Regions from separate parts of the Macaca mulatta genome. Here region 2 is linked to region 1. Evidence: chromatin contacts called from public Hi-C data. All regions are on one chromosome and are shown on one strand. The core of a region is the stretch at or near the end of the contact, and the rest is flanking DNA. Distances in the headings are between cores, read along the strand shown.

Region 1 (6,657 bases), core at 845-3,344:
CAAATGTGAGACCTGCGACAAAGACAGGTTAGAGAGCCGGGACCCTGATTTTTCGAGGCCTCCCTCCCCCAACCAAAGGCGAACAGCCTGCTGCCCTAGTTTTATTCTGATTCTCCTCATTCCCTAGACTGACAAACCTTTCTAACCCGGGGCCTCCAAACCTCCCGTCTCCCGCTGACTTTTCTGGAAATCCCACCAAATACGCAGTTTCCAAGCAGTTTCCTGGGGTCAGTCCCCCATCCTCACCTTTCCAAGCACCACGTAGTAGTAGCTTCCAGAAGGCAGATCTTTCCCATACTGGGCTCAGCTCACAACTGGTTCTTAAGGGCCTCTGGACAGCCCCGGACGTCAATGCAAATCTGTTGTCCCCAGGGAGTAGCCCAGAGTCAGCAGGAAGCCCAGGGTGGTGGCAGTATCAGCAGCAGCAGCTCTGCCCTACCTTGCCCATGCGTTTCCAGGGGAGCCAAGAATTATTTTGCCGCAACACCGAGGTGTGGCTGATTGGAAAATTCCCTTTTCCAACACCAAACTACAGAATAAATATTTTTTTCCAATTTGGTCAACCCTCTGCATACCCATCTCCCTAAGATTCTTCCCTCTAAATAAAAAGTTTTGGGAACCCCGAGCTCTTCCTCCTTATAGTGCGTGAAATTTTAAAAGGCATAGGAAGAGGCTTCAACTGGGCAGTCAAAAGCAGGCATAGACACAGGAGCCTACGCACACCCCTAAAGAGATTTTAGAAAGCTGCTGGGCTTCTCCCCGCTCCCCTTTAAGCAAGTGAAATGCAAATTCAGATTTGATACCCTGCCCTGAGCCAATCAAAAAAAGCTTTTCACCTGCCATTGGCCCACCCACCAATCAGAGGAAGTGTCTGGAGGGAGAGCCCTCCCCTGGCCAATGGAAGGCCAGCTCAGTCACTTAGTTAATGATGCAGCAGTACAGGGAAGGCCATCACATGTGAACTGGAAGGGAGCCAACATGGAGACACAGAGAGCGCAAGGTAAACAACTTTCCAACGCCAAAAGGATGACATTTAATCTCTAAATGCTAGCTTCCCTTCTCAGCTCATCCTTAACCCCTCTCAGCTGGCCACAGAGACCCCAGGAGTCTCACTACCTGTCCCCATAGAGCTCCTAACCAGATGCAACAGTGACTGCGTCACCATTCCCCACTTTTCCCAACTACGCAGTGACAAACCTACCAGCTTTACCCCACTTCTCCCAGCCCACACCCCACCCTGGCCACTCGGCTCCCCACCAGCCTCAGATTCCCAGGGCCAGACCTTCCAATAAGACAACCCCTGGGAAAAAACTGTCCCTCTGTCTTCCTTTTGGCACTTCTCACTCCCCTACCTTCCACACAAGACCTGCACGGACAGACAGATGGACGCTGACACCCAAACAACTTGGAGAACCAGTCTGTCTGTCCACTAGAAGGAAATAGGGTAAAGGCTGGGAGGTCAGGTGGGAAGCAGGGGATGGTTCACTCCTCTCTCCTCTACCCTGGTCAGGCTTGAGCAGCTGACACTAGGGAAAAGAAATTAAAGTGGGAAGAAACCCTCCCTCAGAGAAATAAATAGCAAAAATCGAGAAAGAAGGTGAGAAAGACAGAGCACCCACATACACAGAGACAGCGCCCCTGATCCCAGCAAATACATACGTGGGGGAAGAAGGGGGTTACGCCATCAAGTCCTGAAGCCCGTCGGACCACCCATCGTCGCCTGCGCAGACCCAAATCTCGGTCCCGCCGTAAGGTGCCGCAGTCCCGAATGTTCCAGAATTTGGTCCCATCAAACCTTCCACTGTCGCCCCGCAACCTCTTGCTCCCACCCCTGCCCCCCACCACCACCCCACCTCCTCCCCGCGGGAACCGCCCGTGCCACCTTGCGTGTCATCTCCTTAGCCTAGGCTACCCAGAGGCCTCTGGCCCCGACAGATCTCTGAACGCTCAGCAAGTGAGCTGGCAGAACCTGGTGCCCGGTGTTGCTATGACTTGTTTCTTGATTTCTCTCTCTCTCTCTGCTGCAGCACGGCTGTTGCTAGCAGACCTATCGACGGAGCTTGCTTGCTCGCTCGCTCTCTCACTCTCTCCCTCTCTCTCTCTCTCTCTCTCTGAGCTCTGTGACGCAGATCTAAATTCTCCAGTCTGCTCCTTGTGTTGCAAGAGCAGAACTGCAGCTTTTCCCCTGGAGAGCCGGAGGGCAGTGCCAAGGCTGGTCAAACAAGGCAAAAAAAGTTGGGCCTACACTTTGCTTCCTTGGCCACACTTTTCAGCTCACCCCCTCCCACCCCACCCCTTCTGCACCTCACTGCTCTGGGGCATAGAGGTCCCTGTCCTTGCAGGCTCACTCCTTCCCTGAGGCCTTCCCAGGCATAAGACTAGCTTAACTCTTTGAGTGGCAGCCCCCAGCGCCCAGACAGGGCTGCCCCGTACTAAATGTTGCAAAATCTTTTCTTGAGCCATATGGGCTTCTCCAGCCCTGAGAAAAAATGTTCCTCACCCTGACCACTGTCCCATTAACTCTTTGTGCCACAGACAAGTCCAGGATTACAGTCATAGCTGATTTCTGTTGTTTTTTGCCTTTTTGGCCACAAACCAGGACTTTTTTCTCCCTGGAATTTCTTAAGGACAAAAAGCGTAATTAAAACATTGCCTGCCTACCCCACAAATGAGATCCTTCTATCAGGGCAGGAATTTGAAAAACCAAATTGAACTGCAGCCTGAAGAATCCAGAGTAAAACCAGTCTGGATCTCCATCCTTCCTGGGCTCAAAATTTTAGGGCCTAGGTAGATACGTTCAATTACTTTTCAAAAGGTACTTAGGCCATAAAGTCTCAGAGATTCAGGTTGCTGAGTCATTTGTTCCCAAGAAGATCTGACAACATGAAAAACAGCAAAATAGAGCAATAGCCAAGCCTGGACCTGAAGTGGCCAATGACTGGGTTCTCCTCTCCAGCATGGGTAGTCAAGCAAGATCAGCATCCACTGGATGACCCCCAACCCCTCCAAAATGTTCATGCATGGATGTCCACACTCCTGGAAACTTCCAGGGAAGGGCGGTCCACCAATGCTCTAAAGATCGAGTGGGGTTGTTTTTGGATACTCACAGGTCTCCACTGTGGCAAGCAAAGAGCCCCCAACATTTTCCTGCCCCTCCCCCAAGACCCAAAAATGCTTCCAAGAACAACTGAGATACTAAGCCATTAGACCCTACATACCCAGAGAGACCAAGGGAGTGTCAGGTTCCCACACTGCTACATCCAAATAATGCAGAAAGGTTCCTGACAACCAGTTGTATCATATGAGCCTAGACATGACCAGAAGTGAGTGATATATTCAGGTCCTGGGTCAGGTGACTCATGAAGTCCATGACATCAAGAACCTTGCCACTTCCAGGAAGATGAATGAGAATGCGAGGCCAGGCAGCCACCTTATCTCATATCTGCTTCCCAGGCAGCCTTCTTCAAGCAACTACTCTGGGCCAAAGTTTCATCTGGCAGAAAGAAGGACCACTTGGAAGACAAGCATGGCACTACACAATTTTAAAAGAAGACCAGAGTATCTGTGCCAGGCTCCCAGCAGGGGGAAAAGTGCTTCAAATTCACACCTTCTGGGATCCAAGGTTGAGCATGCCAATAAAGAAGTTACCTACTGGTCTGACGACCAAAAGAAGGTGGCCTTGATGACACTAAAGCAAGTCCCCCAGAATGGCCCTCTGGTTACTTAAATCCCATTTGCCGTAGTTTCCTTCTCCATGGAAGAAAAACATGCCTAAGTTCATGTCAGGACATTCCTGATTTATCCAAGAGCCCAGGATCAAATAAACAAAGGGCTCTGAGCTCTGCCAGGGAGCCTCCTCCTTCAGGAGGGAGAACTAGAGGGAAGTAGGCTTGGTACAGAGCTGGCCCATCACCCCATGAACTTGGTGAGTGACGTGGCTGCTCACTGCCATGGCGATGGGGATGTTACGGGTGGGTGGAAGTGAGAGAAGAGGCAAATAAGTCATGAGAGACGAAGTGAAAGCGAGGTAGGGTCAGAGGAGGAACCTACAAAGCCACAGAATTTGTAGAGAGGCCGACTGTAGTCTATGACCGCAGCAAAACTAAGCTGAGTCCTTGCAAAGATAAGTCCCCATCTCAGGGGTGCGGCATGGACCAACTATGACTCGCAAAAAACTATGACAACACTACATTCAGCAAGGCTTTGTTTCGTTTCATTTTCCCTCTAAATCTTTTCCTTCCCATGACCCCGTTGATACAGCTTTGATGACTGGAAGAACACTAGGGTTTTTGGTTTCGCTCCGGTTTGAATAAAATGACATGGACATACGTGGAGTGGTTTTAAGGAGCGGAGAATTTAATAGGCAAGAAAGAAGGAAGAGGCTTTTCCTGTACAGAGACAGAGGGAGGGGGGCTTTAAGCCAAAAGAGGGAACCTTGAGTACAGTGGAAAACAGCCAGTTATATGAGGAGGCTAGAGGAGGCAGGATTAAAACATTTTAGGTACCTCTGTCCAATTCTAGGTCTTTCTTCTATTAACCTGATTCTATGAGGCACCGAGAACAGAAAAACCCGAATGGGATGACCAGGAAGTAGAAATGAATTCAGTTCCAAAAACATGGGAGGATGTTTACTTAGCAAGCACGCTCGAGCCTACAAGGAAGCAATTTTACAGGGTGCTGCATGCAGTGTTTGATTTCAGGGGGTAAAGATAACTTCAGAGTGAGGAAAAGGTGCTGGCTCCTTCTACTCACCCTTGGAGGCCTGGGAAGGCCGGGCCAGCGCAAACTTGAAAAGGCAAGGCTTCAGCTCAAGCCCAACAGGTCGCCGGCTCTCTTTGGCTCCTCGGCAGCTACCGGGCTCAGGAACTAAACAAACTCTCCAGACTTCATGAGCATTCCGTGGCCTCTGACTGATCTGGGTCAAAACTTCGAAATGTCAAAGACAAAGAATTTTTTTCTTTAAACGGAATGAGCTGAACTTTGACCCGCCCTTGTTCAGGGTGTGGAATGCAAGCACTGTGTACCGGCCACAAACTCCAGTTCGGCAGGCAACAGCCGGAAAAGCAGTCTTCATGTCTTCATGCCGGCTTCATGCCGGCCTCCCTGTCCTGTTTCCTCTTTAGGTCCGACTTGACGGGGTCTAGGTCTTTACCTCGCTCTCCAGACAGGGAAGCTGTGCAGAGGAAACATTCCAATTTCTGTTAGCTAGAGCTAGAGTGGATGTTCTAGATAAATCTGCAGCGATCCAGTCTCAGGCGGAACTGACAGGCCCAGTCCACAGCAAGATGGCATTTCTGTTCACTCCCTAGGAGCTGGCGAACAACAGGCACTTGGCTACCCCCTGAGGTAAATCATTTATTAAGTACCTACTAAGTGCTAAGCCAATATACAGTACAGGAAAAGCATCAAATACAGGCCATCATGGAGAACACACATATTCCAGCTGAGGCTAAGTATTCCCAAATTTGCATTGCTGATATTTAAAACATCTGCTTACTTTAAAAGCTGAGATCCACTTTTGCAATAAAATAATATCAAACATACTGCTTGGTTCTCAGGCTAGCTCACAAAAGCCCATTTTATCCACTCCAGGAAGTCATCAACTCCAGTGTCTTCAGGGGCCAGGCAGGTAACGAAGGAGTGCAGTGGCCTGGGCTGGGGGGTGGTGGGGGGGCGGATGTGCCCATTGGAAGGACCCCGCCACTCCCGATGGGCCACCCTCCCAGCTCTGCTTCCTGGGGACCATCTGGGAATAGAGACCCAAAGAGTCCAGATCATCCAGGTTTTCAGGGCAAGATAGAAAACTAGCTTTATGTTAAACTCCTGATTTTTTTTTTTAACACTGTCAAGATATTTTAACGGTCAGAACATACCTACAGAGCTTCCAGTTTGTTCTCCTGGTTGTAAATGTGTCTAAAATACAATACATTTGCAATGAAAAAAAAGAGCAAGCATTGCCAGAGTGAAGAATTAAATAAAATAAAGAACATACCCAAAGAGGAAAACTTTACCTCACACATCTGCCATTTGAGGAAAATAATAAGCATAGAGGAAAATTTAAACCTTCTGGTAAATGGCTGTCAACTAGCCCTACCCTGAGGGCTGCAGGTGGAGAGGTGTATCAAAATGACTTCCAAGTATATGTGATTTAACTGAAGTACTAATAATATGTGTGCATCCTGACCTGCCAGCCAGGCAGAAAAGTCATGCTGATATACTGGCTGTGTCTCCCAGTTGAGAGCGCTTCTCTGGACATCCACAAAAGGTCCATCCAGGGCTTTGGTGATAAGATTGGAAGGGCTTATCATAATCCAGCTGCCCATCCAAGGCACAGTACCCTCCACAAACACTCCCGTGACCAAGTCATGGTCTAGCCCCCACTTGATTCAGTAACTCCCACCACACCTTTGGAGGGCTCAGACAAGTAGAACACAACTCAGATGAAATCTCTCTGCAAGGAAATACTAGCCTTCAGGTCTCCACTCTGCCTCTGGAGCCCCAGAGAACAAGCCTACTCCCCCAAAGACTTGGAGACATTTTAGGATGGTTTTTACAACCAGAAGTTTTTAGGCTAAACAAGAAGGTACAAAAAGGGAAATTAAAAAGGAAGGGCAGGGGGAAGAAGCCAGAGAGAAATATTCTTGAAATAGCTGATCA
Region 2 (6,142 bases), core at 3,441-5,940, 43 kb after region 1:
AAAAAAAAAAAAAGACTAACCATAATGTCAAACCACAGTTAATTTCCTTGTATTTGCCGCACTGTTGGAAAATAACTGAGAGGCATTTTTAGTCATACATGGACACAGTCATTTCTGAGGAGACTGGCAGAACAGAGCTGAGAGTCTCATCTTTTCTTTATCCCTGCCATCATGTTCATCTGAGACTCGCTTGTGTCATTTCTGCTTTCATCCTAGGCCTGAAGAGGTCTCCATGTTTCCTCTCACAATGGCCCCTATTCTCCCTCCACTCTTCCCTTCTCTGCCGCTGGTTAGTTCTTCACTATTCTGGTGGCCCTCTGCTTTATCCAATGATCCTGACTACCTCTAACCCACCTTTGTAGCCAGGTCATATTCCTTCCTTCTCATGGCCCTAACGCCAATGGATTCTGTCATGCCCACACGGCTTTAACCCTTCTCTTTACCTTAAAGGCAGTCACTTAAAGGCAGTCATCATCCTATATCCGAGTACGTCCATCCTCCCCCAAATCTGTCACACTTGCTGCGTTAAGCAGCTCTCTTCCTCCACTTACCCACTCAGATCCCTCCTGCACATTTCCAGGACAGATCAAACAAGGATGGGTCAACCAATAAATATCTGAGGCCTATCGTGTGCCAAGCTCTGTACTTAGCACTGGGGTGACAGCAAAGAACAAGACAGATACAGACATGTTCTCTTGAAGCATGTGATCCAGTACAGACGGAATTAAGATTGGTTCAGCTGCCCATAAACCTTCCAGATCAAACTGCGAATCTTTTACTTACTTCTGTATCCTGAGAACTTCACACAGTGCCTACCATATAATAGATCTTTAATAAATATCTGGTAAATGATATTTATTTATCCAAGTCAGTATACTTGCTCAACATAAGTTTAAGACCATATAGTATGGGGTCACCCTAAACCCTACAAATGAAAAGATATTTAAGAGAGAATGTTTTCTTTATAACAGCCGCTGGGGAAACTGTGTCGGGGAGGTATGAAGGAATGCTCCTAGAGCCAGAGTTACCATTACCAGCTAAAAGCAGCTCTAGGTGTGCCTGACTTCTGTCTTCTTTGCTATTGCGGACTGTCTGCTCCCTCCTCCCACTGCTGGCCTCCTCCCTACCAAGTGCAATGAGAATCAACCTCAGTCACCTCCCTTCCCCCTGCTACTTTCGGCACGTGGTTTCCTCCTGCTACCGACGTGTCTCACTTCCTATCTCAGCCCTGAGCAGAACTGCCCCAACTGCTGGGCTGCTGCTGTTCTGCAGCGGTGAGAACTTTAGCCCTGTTCCTAGCTAGGAGTTTCAGCAAGACTCCGGCTTGAGGACCAGGTCAAAAAGGTGGAAACTAGGACACAGGAGGACTCCATAAAGGTTGGCTGCAGGAATACTCAATGCTGACTCCAGTCCCAAGCCAACACAGACACACATCCCACAAACGCCAAGCCCAGGGCCTTATTCCGACAGAGTGGATAAGTGCCAGATTCAGACAGACATGCCAGGCTGGGTTGCCGACTCTCTCTGCGGTGGCATCTCCAGGACCTTGGCATTAAAGGTGCCAGTGAGATCAGAAGTAATAGAGATATCAGGGGAAGATCCTACAGGACAGGCGGAACCAATAAGCCTCCCTTCTCCTCACCCAACACTAGGCTTGGGTCAGTCCAGTATATCCTCTGCACTGCCCTGGGAAATCAGAATGAGAGGGACAGTAGCTTGTCAAACCCAGTCCTGCTGAGGAGCTCAGGCCTCCAGGCTCCAGGGAAAAGGCTGAAAATGAAAGCGCTTTCCTAGATACAGAATGACTATGTTTGAGCTGACTCTAATAATCTACTACTATTTCAACTATCAGATCATGCTCTCATGGGATCACAAAGACAGGCCCAACACAGAATCTTTAAGAACCCTAGAAATCTGAAACAGCCATCGTTAGCATCCCCAGTAAAAGGCCAAGCACCTTTCTGGTAGTCTACCGCAGGGGTTGGCAAGTTTTATTTTTTATCCTAAAGGGCAAGATAGTAAATATTTTAGACTTATGGGGCATACAGGCTCCCTTGCAATTACTCAACTATGCCATTGTAGCATGAAACCAGTCTCAGACATACAAATGGGCATGTCTCTGTTCCAGTGAAACTTTATTTACAAAAACAGGAATCCGGCCCACGGGCCACAGCTTGCAACCCCTGGTCATTGGGAAAACCTGCTTTTCCAGTATTTCCATGCTCCAAAGAGGAACAGAGGCTCCTATCCACTTGGAGGGCTCCTATCCACACTGAAGACAGGGACCCACTCTGGGGAGTAGGCCTCCATCCCTACCAGTCCCTCCCACAAGGCACTAAGAAATCCAGGCTACTTGTTCAAAAAGCCTGATCTGCATCAGAAACCTGGGCAAAGGTAGAAAAAGCTTCCCAGACATCAAATCAGAGGGCTTCAAAACTGAAAGAAGCTAGATCCCTTAGACTAGACACTTGGCCTGGAAAAGGAAGTGGTGTGTCCAAGATTATGTAGCTAGCAAAAGTCGCCTCTCTGTCCAGTGCTCTTACTCCTCCAGGGTGACAAACAGCATACTGGAAGAGGCCAAAAACTTGTGGCACATTTCTACAGCACAGTCCCGGGCTATAAGCAAATGGTACAAGAGCTTGGGGAAATAAGTGCGTGCGTGTGTGTGTGTGTTTCCAGGTATACCTGGACATAGTTACTAGGGAGAGGAAAACGTAAGCAAAAATCTTAACTTCAAAAAGGGATATGGTTTGGTAGAAGATGTGGGTGTTTGTTAGCAGAAATGTCCAGGGTCTGGGCAAGCCCTGGGATAATAAACCAGTACAAGGCATACAGCCTCACTCAATTCCAGGTAATGCCCCAGGCCCTAGGATCTACCTCTACCCACCTTCAAGCTTCATAATCCAATATCCTTCAAATCTTTTCCCAGAATGGACTTCCATTGCATATTTTACTTGCCTGACCATAAACATTTTTATTTGGATAACCTGCCATCATCTTGAAGGCAACATGTCTAAAAGAAAATCAAACATGATTCCCCAAAACAAGTTTGAACTCTAATGTTTCTATTTCTATAAATCAGTAAGGTTCAAAATTTCAGCACTTCCTCTTCCCCATGTCCTGTTCTCAAGCCAAAGTAGCACTCTAAATTACCTCTTCCTCTTCATTTCCATAGGCTCCACCCTAACCTATCACCTCCAATCTCGTATGTTGCTAGTCTCCTGCTGGGGACCCCAGATTCCAGGCTTGCAACAACGCCAGATCTCCCCCCATATACTCATCCTCCTTCCATTCACCACAGTCTCTTCAAGGTCAAGGTCCAGCGCTACTCACCTTTCGCTTTCCAGTTCCCAGAACCTCACCTAATATGGGGGACACACAATAAATGCTGAATGAATGAATCACAGTTTTCATCATAAGATGAAAGATAAAACTTAAACAAAAATCTTAACTTCAAAAAGGGATATGGTTTGGTAGTTTTCATCACAAGATGACTACACAAGAAACCTCATGCCCTTCCTAGTTCCTACTCCCTTGAACCCAGACTGCTGAACTCTGAAGGCCCTCCGTCATCTTACCCTGCCTACCTTAGCTCCTACCAGCCCAGAAACAGGCTTTTGGCTCCATCTAGCTCATCAATGCTGGACCCTCCTCATGTGCCAGGCATTCCTGCATCCACATCTCTGCCCACGCTCTGCTCACTCTGCCCTGTGATGACGTCCATGCCCTTCCCCCTGCATCTACTCCAACTCCTACGCAACTGCCAACTGCCAAGCTGTGGGGGGAGACAGGGGATGCAAGAAGAGGGGAGATGATAAAAAAGACTGGGAAAAGGGGGGCATGATGAAAACATGCTGGGGTCTCTCTCTGATCCTTGGAAGCACAACCCTCTCAATGGGTCACAGGCGATTTAGAGAAGGAAGAGCCAGGAGGAGGAGCCAGATTTTTCCACTGAACGAAAGGCATGATTTTCATCACTGCTTCTGTTGCCCTGGTAACCAGGGACAGCCCAGTGGAGAGTACAGTAAAAGAACACCATGTTTATCTTTGCTGTCTGATCTACTTCCCTGTACACCCTTCCCTGACCATCCCCAAGCCCCTGGGCCTGCTCCAAATCTCTTATAATGCCACCACCATCCTTCTGGTTACCCTTGCTCGAAACCTCAAAGGCAGAGCTAATTTCTCCCTCTCTTTATCCAATCCTAAGTACCATGTGTTCTTCCACTGCAACATTTTGGGGTTCATCTCACCATGCCACCTGCCATGCCAGGGGTCCCCCAAAACAAAGAGCTGGTCTCAAAGCACAAGGATGGCATCTGCTCTACCAGACAGGGCAAGTGGGACTAGTGGGGCAGGAAGGTGAGGAAAACTGCCCAGCCAACCGTATTCTCATCCCACACAGCTGGTGTGGAGAGGGACCTGGGTCTCCCAGCCCCCAACCTATGCCTGAGATCAGGAGAAGGAGCCAGGCTAAGGATGGGGGGAGTAGGTTCACCCACAGGCTTCCACAGATCCTGCCTCCCACACGGACACCGTGTCTGCGTGACCTGAGAGCGGAGACACAGTGCTCGCCCTGGAAGATTATATAAGCGTTATATAACATGGTGGCACCAATAAGCACACAGGAGCAGTTGTCGAGTGCCAGGGACAGGCCAGGGGTGGAACCAAACCCAAGGGGCTGGAGGTTCAGCCCTCCTGCCACCGATGCCAAAGCAGCACCAGGCCCTGGCTGCCTGGGCCCTGTCTATACCTGCTCCTTCCAGCCCAGAGGACACAGAGAGAAACGTGCCAAGCTCTGTGCTCTTCTTCCCACACGGGGCAGCAGGGAGGGGCCGCAAAACCGTCACCACCCTGGCCCATGGCAGCCTTTGCCCATCCGGCCTGAGGCAGCCTAACTGCCCTTTCCGCAGGGCAGCAGCCAGGGGGTCCAGGGCAGGGGAGGGGTGTGGGCCAGTAGCCCCCTCCTCTCTGTCCTACCAGAATGTAGGAGCACTTGTTTGGGGAACAAGTGCTGCAGCAGCAGCTCCAGGATTGGCTGGGTCAGCCGTTCCTCTGCTCTGTCACTTGCTGTTTCTCTAGAAAACAAAACAAACCGAAAGGGAAAGAAAAAAAAAATAAGCACATTTGACAAACGCCAGATCCCAAATTTTGGTCTATGGTTGCAAAGCTGGAAAGAAGGGGTCCTAAGGAAATTACCCTATTTCCCTACAGCCCCCATCTCCCACCATTCCTGGCCAGTTCACCATCTATGAACTTGGGCTGTGAGCCCGAAGATTGCCCCGCAGCCCCTATGTCTGGAGCTGCCTCAGTGGCTGTAGCTCCTTCGGGTATTCCCCCTCCCTCTACAGAATGCTCAGTCTGCGGCTCCCAGATATACACGCGGGACTAGGCGGCTGGCCTGGGGCAGTTCTGGGCAGTTTGGGCCAGGTCTTCATCAAACTCCTCCACTGTCATCACCACACCCACTTTATTAATTTGGCAGGGGTGGGGGGGAGTTGAACAGGGACAGAGCCAAGTGATCTCCTGCAGCACCTGCCCTCTCCTGAGCTATGCCTCTGGCCTTCCCGCCTCCTCCTCCACACGGACCTCCGCGCCCCCTGAAGAAGGGGGCAAAAAGAAATACGCATTAATACCTCGAGCCTTGGCGCACCAGCCCTCGCCCCCTCAACCACCTGTCTCTGCGCTCTCCCCCGCAGCCTTCCTCAACTCTGGGCGCCCCCTCTGCAGCAAAGGGGCACCACGCCCACTGCGGAGAGGAGAAATGCAAGGTGGGGAGTGGGCAGGGGCTCACTTGAGGGCCCGGGGGCTGCTCACTCACCCCTGGGCGCAGCTGGCCCTGGCCCCAGAGCCCGGGGCCCGCCCGGAGCTGCTCCAGGCCGCGACCGCTCCCACCCCCGCGGCGAGGCCAGCAGCGCCCCGAGGCCGCGCTGCAGCCGGGGTGGGGCGCGACCGGAGCGCGGCCGGGGCCTCCGGCATCGTCCCCAGGGAGCCCACCCTACCCCGGGACGCTAGGGGATCGCCCTGCAGGCCCGGCCCAAGGTGCCCACTCCCACCTGGCCAGGTCCCGGCCCTTACCTCGGCGGCCTTCCTCCCTCCGGGGGTACTGCGCAAACCGGCTCCCCCCCACCCCCGCCCGCCAAGC

Evidence for each region. Hi-C and Micro-C count contacts between places; a contact is called where the count stands out from the background.
Region 2: a contact with region 1 is called in a Hi-C map of CD4 T cells, with 4 times the contacts expected there. The contact joins two enhancer-like sites. A contact is called at or near these places in 6 of 14 Hi-C or Micro-C datasets (CD4 T cells, blood, cortical neurons and 3 more).

The regions. Positions count from the first base shown.
Region 1 is chr1:65,561,992-65,568,648 of T2T-MMU8v2.0, forward strand. No RefSeq gene overlaps it. Among named protein-coding and RNA genes, the nearest start is that of MIR29B-2, 23 kb to the left of the region's middle. Within about 2 kb of position 2,095, at least 26 of the 40 cell types and tissues checked have an H3K27ac peak or open chromatin away from gene starts, as enhancers often do. A contact at or near this core is called in CD4 T cells, where this site is marked.
Region 2 is chr1:65,602,796-65,608,937 of T2T-MMU8v2.0, forward strand. LOC144341553 (a long non-coding RNA gene) reads right to left here and starts at 18. Exons shown (of 2, transcript XR_013418565.1): 1 at 1-18. Within about 2 kb of position 4,691, at least 14 of the 40 cell types and tissues checked have an H3K27ac peak or open chromatin away from gene starts, as enhancers often do. A contact at or near this core is called in CD4 T cells, where this site is marked.